Regions from separate parts of the Ctenopharyngodon idella genome. Here region 2 is linked to region 1. A link is a contact called in public Hi-C data. All regions are on one chromosome and are shown on one strand. Each heading gives the region's core, a stretch centred on a gene start, on an enhancer-like site or on the middle of the called end of the contact. The rest is flanking DNA. Distances are from core to core; before and after follow the strand shown.

Evidence for each region. A called contact is a pair of places that touch in the nucleus more often than the background predicts.
Region 2: a contact with region 1 is called in a Hi-C map of muscle, with 5 times the contacts expected there. The contact joins the promoter of wwox here to the promoter of mafb in region 1. A contact is called at or near these places in 2 of 2 Hi-C or Micro-C datasets (both in muscle).

Annotation. Positions count from the first base shown.
Region 1 is chr24:26,646,279-26,651,450 of HZGC01, forward strand. It overlaps mafb (v-maf avian musculoaponeurotic fibrosarcoma oncogene homolog b (paralog b)), which reads left to right and starts at 2,457. Exons shown (of 3, transcript XM_051883607.1): 1 at 2,457-4,194. The coding sequence starts at 3,230.
Region 2 is chr24:26,991,623-26,996,794 of HZGC01, forward strand. wwox (WW domain containing oxidoreductase) reads right to left here and starts at 2,369. Exons shown (of 9, transcript XM_051883600.1): 1 at 2,141-2,369; 2 at 1,900-1,964; 3 at 1,665-1,722; 4 at 149-318. The coding sequence starts at 2,247. It overlaps hprt1l (hypoxanthine phosphoribosyltransferase 1, like), which reads right to left. Exons shown (of 9, transcript XM_051883635.1): 8 at 4,165-4,241; 9 at 3,257-4,004. The coding sequence ends at 3,957.

The DNA of each region.
Region 1 (5,172 bases), core at 1,207-3,706:
CAGTGTGAAGCTTTGGGCAATGTTCTGCTGGGAAACTTTGGGTCCTGCCATCCATGTGGATGTTACTTTGACAAGTACCACCTACCTAAGCATTGTTGCAGATCATGTACACCCTTTCATGGAAACGGTATTCCCTGGTGGCTGTGGCCTCTTTCAGCAGGATAATGCGCCCTGCCACAAAGCAGAAATGGTTCAGGAATGGTTTGAGGAGCACAACAATGAGTTTGAGGTGTTGACTTGGCCTCCAAATTCCCCAGATCTCAATCCAATCGAGCATCTTTGAGATGTGCTGAACAAACAAGTCCAATCCATGGAGGCTCCACCTCGCAACTTCCAGGACTTAAAGGATCTGCTGCTAACATCTTGGTGCCAGATATCACAGCACACCTTCAGGGGTCTAGTGGAGTCCATGCCTCGACGGGCTATATATTGGGTGAATTCAGGGTGATTGGAACACTTTGAGATGACTAATCAGAATTCACCCTTATATATGAAATGAATGAACCTCTGACAACCACAACCTAGTAAACGCAGCTCTTTTGACATGCACACATACACTCTGTAGAATTATAAATCATGACAGCACAAAAACTCTCAATCTCATTTGTTTTGTTCATGTAAACAGTATGTTGAGTTTCATCCCTTAGAATAAGCATAATATACATATTTCATGCCATCAGTGTTAGCTGTTAGTTGCCAATTAGCAGATTATTTCATCTGAAGTGCACTAATTGCAGGGAAGCGTCCCCTGGTGTGACCTGAGGTGAGTGTCCCGCTCAAGGGCACAGTGGGGATCACATCTACTCCAAACTGAAGCTCAAATCTCTCACCATTTACAGTATTAACACAAACCAGTATAGCTATTAGAAAAACTGCACGTTCTATACTGAGTTTATGTAATGTATGATCATATAATACATTTATACACCTCTTAAAAAAAATAAAACGACAGAAAACTTTATTGTTGGACAGTAATGTTACATCAGGGCAATGCAAACTACATTAGCATCACCCTAAAGAATCAGATAAATAAAAAAAATCTTCTAAAAATATTTATATCTGGTAGTCTTTATTTCTCTTGATTGTTGAGCAGTTACACAGTCAGAAGGGACATAAATTCAATATTTATTCAGCGCTTTTGAATGGCCTCCGAAGGCTTTTGTTGGGTGATCTAATTAATGAAATAATATGTTTATTTTCTAGGTTTGGGTCCCCAAGAACAGTCACTGAGACTAAGAGAATATTTATTTCCTTTTGGGACTTTGGGCTTGTATTTATTTTTATTTTTACGCTGGCGGCTTTGTAGTTTGTGTGGCTTTTCCACAGAGAGCTGGAGCACATTTCAATATCTCCTGTGAGAATAGCCTTCGTTATTGTCTGCTCTCATGAGCTAATGCTGCTCTAGGAGAGAATCCCTGTTTATTAAGAAACCCTCCAGCAATGAGAGCCGTTTTTGAGCACTTAGAAAGACGTGCACACAGCGATTGAGCACACAGCCTATTTAACTGTAAAATAAATAAGTATAACAAGCAATACTTTACATTAACATGTTGTTACATATATGACATGCAATTACTATAATAATAATAATAATAATAAGAACAATGTGTAATTACAAGCTGCTCAGATAATTACACATTAATTATATGTTGTCCATTAATATTACACAGTACTTAACTATATGATTACTACACTGTGACATGAGCATTAATGGAAAATGTGACCATATGAAAAACGAAAAGAAAATAAATAAAAAGACATAAGTAATCAACATGTACATCAACACACCCCTTACTATAATAACCCTAAGTAGGCTATATTACTAAATAATGTTTTTTTATTATTATTATTATTTTACTTTTCTATAAACGATCATTTGATCCCACTGATGGCAAATACCTATGCACTTAATGTACATTGTTGTAAGCGATGGAGAGATGCATTGATATGTCATCATAAAACTGCTCCCCAAGCGCCTGCAGTGCCGTTAAAACAATCTAAACATGTGACTGACACACGGAGATGAAACGCTGCCCTAATGGACAGATGCAGTTAAGCTTGGCCGAAAGGCGGCGCTGTTGAGTTTTGAAACCGCATGTCCGCTCATATGTAAGGGCTTCCCGACCACGTTTTGTGGGACAGTCGAAAAAAAAAAAAAAAACATCTAATAAATGAATATATTCACATTAAAACAACATAAAGAAGCGTACTCTGTTGAGACCATGTGGACATTTTAATTGGTTCAGTTACATCTGTCATTAACATATTCGTTGTGAAATTCTTCCTCTTCAATCTTAATATTATTAATAATATTCATATATATATATTATATATATATATATATATATATATATATATATATATATATATATATATAATGAATATATAAATATGAATATATATATATATATATATATATATATATATAATATTACCCTTTAAACATAGCATTGTTTTTGTATAGTTACAGTAAGTGTAAATTATCTTTTAAAGAGTAGGTATTGATATATAAAATAATATAAGCATGTTGTTTTGATCATGCATCATTTCATACTGTTAGATTTTAAACTCTTATATGAAAAAAATACAAGAAATACAGAAGCTTTACATACCAAAAAAAGAAAAACAAATGTCCATAAAGAGTTAAAGTCGTCGTTAAGCTCTCTGTCAGTTCTGACAGTTCGGAAAACTTTTGTTTCTTCTCTAGTATGTAAATTGACCCTCCGATTCAGCGAGCCTATTGGCTACGAGTCCGAGTCAATTTCGTATTTCAAACCTGACGTCAGGGCGGCTATAAAACTCAGCATTGCTTTTATACTCCTATGCTCGGTGATCCTTTAAAAACTCTAGAACAAGCCCGGAGTACTTTTTTTCCCCCAGCCAAGCATCCAATTGCCAATCACATACATGTTACGGTCTTCGTTTCAACGAAACTATTGAAAAAAGAAAAAAAAACAAAAAACCCGAAGCCATGCAGTGTTAAATGTTCGCGACTCAAACGCGTCGACACTCGCGTACAAAGAGAGGGGAACTGGAGACGCGCGCGCTCCTGCGTCTGTGCGCGAGAGGCGAAAACGCGTCAATTTAAAAAATAAACCGGCGCTCGCGAAGCCTTTTCTTTGCTTTTGAAGAATTAAATAAAGAAATCAAGCTGGCTCACGCTGTCTCGAACCCGACCACTTTGACAGCTGCTCTTCACCCCCTTTGGAGGACTGTCAACAGCAAAAGGATGGCATCAGAACTGGCAATGAGCAGCTCCGACCTGCCCACCAGTCCCCTGGCCATGGAATATGTTAATGACTTCGATCTGATGAAGTTTGAAGTGAAAAAGGAGCCGGTGGAGCCCGATCGCAGCATCAGCCAGTGCAGCCGCCTGATCGCCGGGGGATCCCTGTCTTCCACCCCGATGAGCACGCCTTGCAGCTCGGTTCCCCCTTCCCCAAGCTTCTCGGCGCCCAGTCCGGGCTCCGGGAGCGAGCAGAAGGCGCACCTGGAGGATTTTTACTGGATGACCGGTTACCAACAGCAGCTCAACCCGGAGGCTTTGGGCTTCAGCCCCGAGGACGCAGTGGAGGCGCTGATCAACAGCAGTCACCAGCTCCAGAGCTTCGACGGCTATGCTAGAGGGCAGCAGTTTACCAGCGCAGCCGGCCCGGGAGGCGCCATGGCCGGCGAGGAGATGGGATCCGCCGCCGCGGTGGTCTCCGCGGTCATCGCCGCAGCAGCAGCCCAGAACGGGGCACCGCACCACCACCACCATCACCACCACCACCCGGCCGGCCACCATCCGACGCCCGGGGTGCAGTCCAACGGCAACTCCGTCGGCCACCAGCACATGCACCTGGACGATCGCTTCTCGGACGAGCAGCTGGTGACCATGTCCGTGCGCGAGCTCAACCGCCAGCTCCGGGGGGTCAGCAAAGAGGAGGTCATCCGACTCAAACAGAAGAGGAGAACCCTCAAAAACAGAGGCTATGCGCAGTCGTGTCGCTACAAGAGGGTCCAGCAGAGGCACGTCCTGGAGGGCGAGAAGACCCAGCTCATGCAGCAGGTGGACCACCTCAAGCAGGAGATCTCCAGACTGGTGCGCGAGAGAGACGCGTACAAAGAAAAATACGAGAAGCTCATCAGCAGCGGCTTCCGAGAAAACGGATCCAGCAGCGACAACAACCCGTCGTCCCCGGAGTTTTTCATGTGAGTTTATCGGCACTTAATAGAGCAGCGATGTGCAAAAGTTTCGCACGCGCTTTATTCTCGCTGTGTTGGATTGGGCGCGCGCGGGGCAGTAGCCTAACTTTTTTTTTATTACTCGTATTATTTTTTCGCAAAATTTAGATAACGGAGTGCATTGTAAATTTAATCGGATAACAATGAAGAAATCAAGCTTTAGAGTTTAGCTTTTGGACAATAGGACATTTTCCATTTTTTGTTGTTTTTCTGTTGAAACTGTAATATGTGAACGTGCTTTCATTTGATATTTCCCATGTTGTCCTATGCCTCGTCTTGCGTAACTTTTAAGTTCACATTTTTGTAAAGTTCAAGTGACACATGCTGGTTACATGAGCACACACTGGCTGAATGAGTGTTTGACTGACATTGTGTTCATTAGAAACTACATCACATTCTGTGTTGTTGTGAAGAACTCATTCAATATTGTATTTATTTGTGTATGATATCGACCCCACATGCTGGTCATGTTGGCTGACGATGTTTTACCTTTTTTTTTGTTGTTGTTTCTTTTACCTGAACGAACTGAACTGAAATGCTCCGACATTACATTCATTTTCTCATTGTCTGGTTTCGTCCACTTTTTTGGGACTATGAGCAAAAAAGTGTGAGACATCTTTTCATATCCTACATGAAACATTGCCTTTCATTTTTGTACAACACCTTCAGCGATGAAACGTGTGTTTTTGGCAAGAAGAATGATTCTGTGTATGATTATCCTGTTTCGGATGAAGAGACATTTCATAAACCCCACTGAAACAACTGTAACTTACACTTAAGACTGATTAATTTGACAAATATGTCACTCCACATAAATATGTGACATAAATGAGCGATTTCAAACTGTTCAATGGACTAAAGTGTTTATAATTATTCTCATTAAAGAGAGGAATCTTGTATCAATGAAGAATGAAGAGTATGTCTTGGCACGCGCTCGAAATACTG
Region 2 (5,172 bases), core at 1,119-3,618, 350 kb after region 1:
TTAAGGAGACATGGAAAACATGCAGTGTTGGGGAGGCTCCAGGAATGTGTTTGGGAACCCCTGGTATATGTTAAACTAAAAGGGCAGTTATCATGTGGAGCGGTTACTGAGGACGGTGCAGGCGTTTAGTGAAGTCTGATGGACTCACCGATGCCACTGTTGGCCCCTGTGATGAGCACCACCCTGTCGGACAGGTCGCGCCCGTGCAGCACCTCCAGAGCCGTGGTGTTGCCGTCATAGCGCTTGGGCTTCATCTGCATGTCCTCCACGGTGAAGGCCTGCCGCGGGTCGAAATACGTCCTGCGCTTGTTGATGTGACTGATGAAACAGCACAAGACATATATATAATATATTTTATCAAATAGAAAATGTATTATACAAAATTATAATACGACAAATGTGGCGCTTACCATGACACAAGGTTCTGAAATGGGCGGGGCTTAGCGACCGGACATCTCTAATTGGTCCATGCGATAGATTTAAATAAAGACTCTTCTGTTTTATTTATTAGTTTAACTTATTTATTTTTATTAGTGTCATTATTATTCAGGTGTAAATTATTGTCCAGAGTAGCACGGATATTATTATGATTTAGCTTTTTGCTCATAGTTTTTTCGGACAAAATAACATATACTACATAATATTTGTATATATAAAATAATATGATAATATAACTCAAAAAAAATATATATAAATATAAAATTTATTAAAGGGATAGTTCACCCAAAAATGAAATTTCTGTCATCATTTACTCACCCTCAAGTTGTTTCAAACCTGTATGAATTTCTTTGTTCTGCTGAACACAAAGGAAGATATTTTGAAGAAAGTTTGTAACGAGGCCACTTTGGGGCACCATTGACTTCCATAGTAGGAAAAAAAACTACTATGGAAGTCAATAGTGCCCCAAAACTGTTCAGTTTAACACATTCTTCAAAATATCTTCCTTTGTGTTCAGCAGAACAAAGAAATTCATACAGGTTTGAAACAACTTGAGGGTGAGTAAATGATGACAGAATTTTCATTTTTGGGGTGAAATATCCCTTTAAATAACTTCTATAAAATCTTCTATTTATTTATTTCTACAATGTCTAAGAACTGTTCATTTATTTCAGTACTTATTGTAATATCTCTGTATGTATTTGCTTGTGTACAAGTTTAATTTATCAGGAAGAAAATATTGAAAATGTTTATTGTGCATATCTAAAAATGTATTTTGTCAAGTGTATTAAAATTAATTTGTAACACTTTACAATAAGGTTTCATTAGTTAACTACATTAGTAAACATGAACTAACAATGAACAAAATTTCTAAAGCATGTATTAATCTCAGTTATGCTCATTTCAACATTTACTAATACATTATTAAAATCAAACGTTGTCTGCTGTGCTAATATTATTTACTGAATTGAGCTAACATGAACAGTTGTATTTTTATTAACTAGCATTAACAAAGATAAATAAATACTGTATCAAAAAATGTTAGTTAATGCATTAACTAACATTAACTAATGAAATCTTACTGTAAAGTGTTACCACTTTATTTATTATTAACTAGCCTAAAAGCTAAGAGACACAGACAAACTCCAATTCTGATTTAAGGGAAACTATAATATATTATATGATTCATTGCAGCAGAATATGTTTCGTTGACTGATTCAACTCACTCAACATAGATGATTTGGCCTTTATCATCGGTCTCTTGCTCCCATCCATATGGCAAATCTGAAGAATAAAATAAAAATAAAATCTGTTGCTTACTTAATCATTTATTGATTTGTCATCATTGCATATCAAAAATCTCTTGTAAAAGCTCTACACACTTCAATAAAGTGTATTAATCACGTTGAGATATTTCAATAGAGCTGTGATGATCTGTTATTGTTAAACCCATCCTCATACCTCCAGCACAGCGCTTCTTCTTCCCAGTTTTGGGATGCTCCCACTGGGTCTTCATTTCCTCATGGCTGAAACGAATTATGACACTTGATTTACAATGTCATCTGTCAATTATTCTATAAATCACATCACAGATACTCTTGGGTTGCTATACACTCCTATCTCTTGTATTACTAGCATTAATGAACAGTGTAAACACACATGCTCATCTCAAACGTGGGTGTTTTGTGTGTCAAACACTCACTTGGCATAATAAACCCATCCGTCTGTTGTGGATCTCTCTTCCCAGCCGGGAGGAAGCTCATCTTCACTGTCTGTATCGTCCATTCCAGCGTATTTAAGAGCTGCCATCGCGGAATGATGGTTTTAAAATAATATAACTCTTTCAACTTCTCAGTGAAATTTCGCTAACAGCAAATTCACGTTGCTGTAATCCTGCTGGACCACTTCCGCAATAATAGCATTACGACAAGCAAATGGGCGGGGCTTAGCGACCTGAGCGTGTCTAATTGGTCAGCTGCGATGGCTCTAAATAAAAACATTATTTGAATACTTGTGACTTATATTAAAGTTTATTCGTGTCATTTTTCAAGTGTAACATAATGCTTTGCCTTTATGATTCATGTTTGCAAAAGAAAATCAATATTTTTGCCTTTTTTTCTGACAAACTTACCAGATACACAAATGGAAATGTAGTAAACTTGTATTTTAAATAATAATAATAATAATAATTTAAAGATTATTCAATTATTCTAAAATTTCACATCAACTCAACATGTGTGGCCTTTTAGACATGTATATTGGCCTTTTCAAAGATTGTGATGTATCTCTTCCTCAACGGTCTTCAGAAAAAGAAAAAAAAAAGCACAAACATAGGACGTCACGTGTCACGTGGTACCTGTTTCGTTTTTCATCGCTGTTCGGGATGGACCAACCAATCTTTTGCGATTACAGCCAACGGTTTTGTTTCTTCTTCTTCTTGTTATAGACATTTCCTTTTCTATCTCATGTACGAATAGATTTAAACAAAATGACTCAGCCTGCAAATAAATGTTAATAAGATAAAAGCCGTTTTGGTATTTGAATGGGTCTCAGTGAAGGATTTTTGAGCGGCTACCGGAGCGCCGCCTGCAGGAACAAAACTTAATTAGTATTATTATTAGCAGACAATATTTAACGACCAACGATTTGAACAAGCCTTCGACTTGCTCCTAATGGTTAGTCAATACTTATAGATATTAAAACTGTGAAACAACATGACATTTAGCTCACATTTCAGATATTTCCCACCATAATGACCACACGCTTTATTTAAACCAATGTTGATATTATGAAAGTTAAAAAAAAAAAAAAATGCATAGACCTTTGTACATTACTTTATTGCTTAGTTTCATTTGAGTAACTTACGTCTTTCATAACAGCTCTTCCAGAGTTTTGGTGGCAGTAAACAGGTAAATATTACTTACACAGTCATACACCTCAGCTCATTGGACTGTTTTCACATCAACATGCTTATAAAAAAAAAATAACCAGGACAATAATAATAATAATAATAATAATACTATTGTCAGTGTTATTTCATTGTGGTGATCAAAAACAAAAATTCCTAATGACAGCTGCACATCAATTCTCAATGCGTGTATATTCTGGAGTCAATATCTAGAGAATATATAATAAATAACAATAACTAGCTGACAATGAGTAACTTCATAACCTCTGAGCTCTAAAGCCAAACTTCTATTAGCCAAATGGACTTGCGTGAACATAAAATCAGTTCATCTAAGGCCTCCGTTCAAACAATCAAAAAGTGTATGGCAAGTCCCATTATCATCAGCAGTAATGACAATTAAAATGAGATTAACTATTAACTATTCTAAACAAAAAACATTTGTCACATTCGTCCTTCGCCGCAGCACTAGAAGTGTGATTATTTATCTTTGGGAATCCATGTTTCATGAGTTCATTATTCATTTCAGATGGCATGTACAAAAATAAATTTACAAGCAAAAGAAAGGTTCACAGTGATCTTTGTCTTCGTGCGTCCAGCACTCGGTGTCATTTCATACTTTATATTTCTCTTTTGCGCTGTCACTTATTATACAGATATGCTGAAATATATAAAGAGAGATAGAGAGAAGGTGTCAATACATCATTGTGATCAGACAAACAGATAATACACAAAACTGACATCGTACTCTCAATATACACCAGGTTATGCATTGCACATTTACAACATTACATCAGAAAGGACCGGGACAAAACACTTACACTCAAATCCCTGAAATATTCATTGTAGTCTAAAGCATATCCCACGAGGAACTTGTCAGGAACTTCAAATCCAATATCTACAAGAAGAACAAGACAAGACATTTAAATATACACACACAAGGGGAAAATTAAATTATATTTAACAAGAAAGCTCAGATGTTTTGCATTATCTTCAAATTAAGCACATTCCAAAAAACATATATAAAAAATATAAATTAGAATATTTAATACTATAATTAGAATTACATAATATTTTAATGACAATTAAGCACATTCCAAAAAATATATAATATTTAATATTAGAAATAGAATTATAATATTATTTTCATGACAAATAAATTTTTTATATATATATATTATATATATATATATAAAAAAATAAAAAAAATGATTTAATATAATTATAATCAGCTAATGGAGAATATCAGAGAACATCTCTGATCAGTTTTCCACCAATCTCACAAAGAAATGTCAATCATATTTTGCCCAAAAAACATAAAAAAAAAAAACAAAAAAAAAAAACCAGCGAAGTTACATTTTGCAGATTTTTTGCTTTTATGACAATTATCAATTGTATAACAATCATGGTCCCCATAGAGGACATTATTTGACTGTCCCAACTAGAGAGGACCTGCTACACAGCAGATCAATGGTTCCCAACCTGTCAAAAACCTTTAGTTTTTGTGAGTGCTGCACACTATCAGCCACTCTCTCAACCTGCCGATCACATGGTTATGACGCAGAAGATGCGAGCATTGAAGGTTGAGAGCAGCTGAGCTAGAAGATTCCTCGTCTTCTTGATCACAGACTCGCTTCAGCTCGAAAGTGGAAGTCAAGAGCGAAAGAGTGACATTTGTGCTTGGAGGATGGATATAAAGAGCTTATCAGCTTTCGGTCTAAAAGCATTGCATAACTACTCTGAACACGGACAGATGAGCGCGTGTCTAATGTCCAACAACATAAATGCAGGGCGTTTTATTTCTCTAAGTGATGTGGATTAAGCTCAAA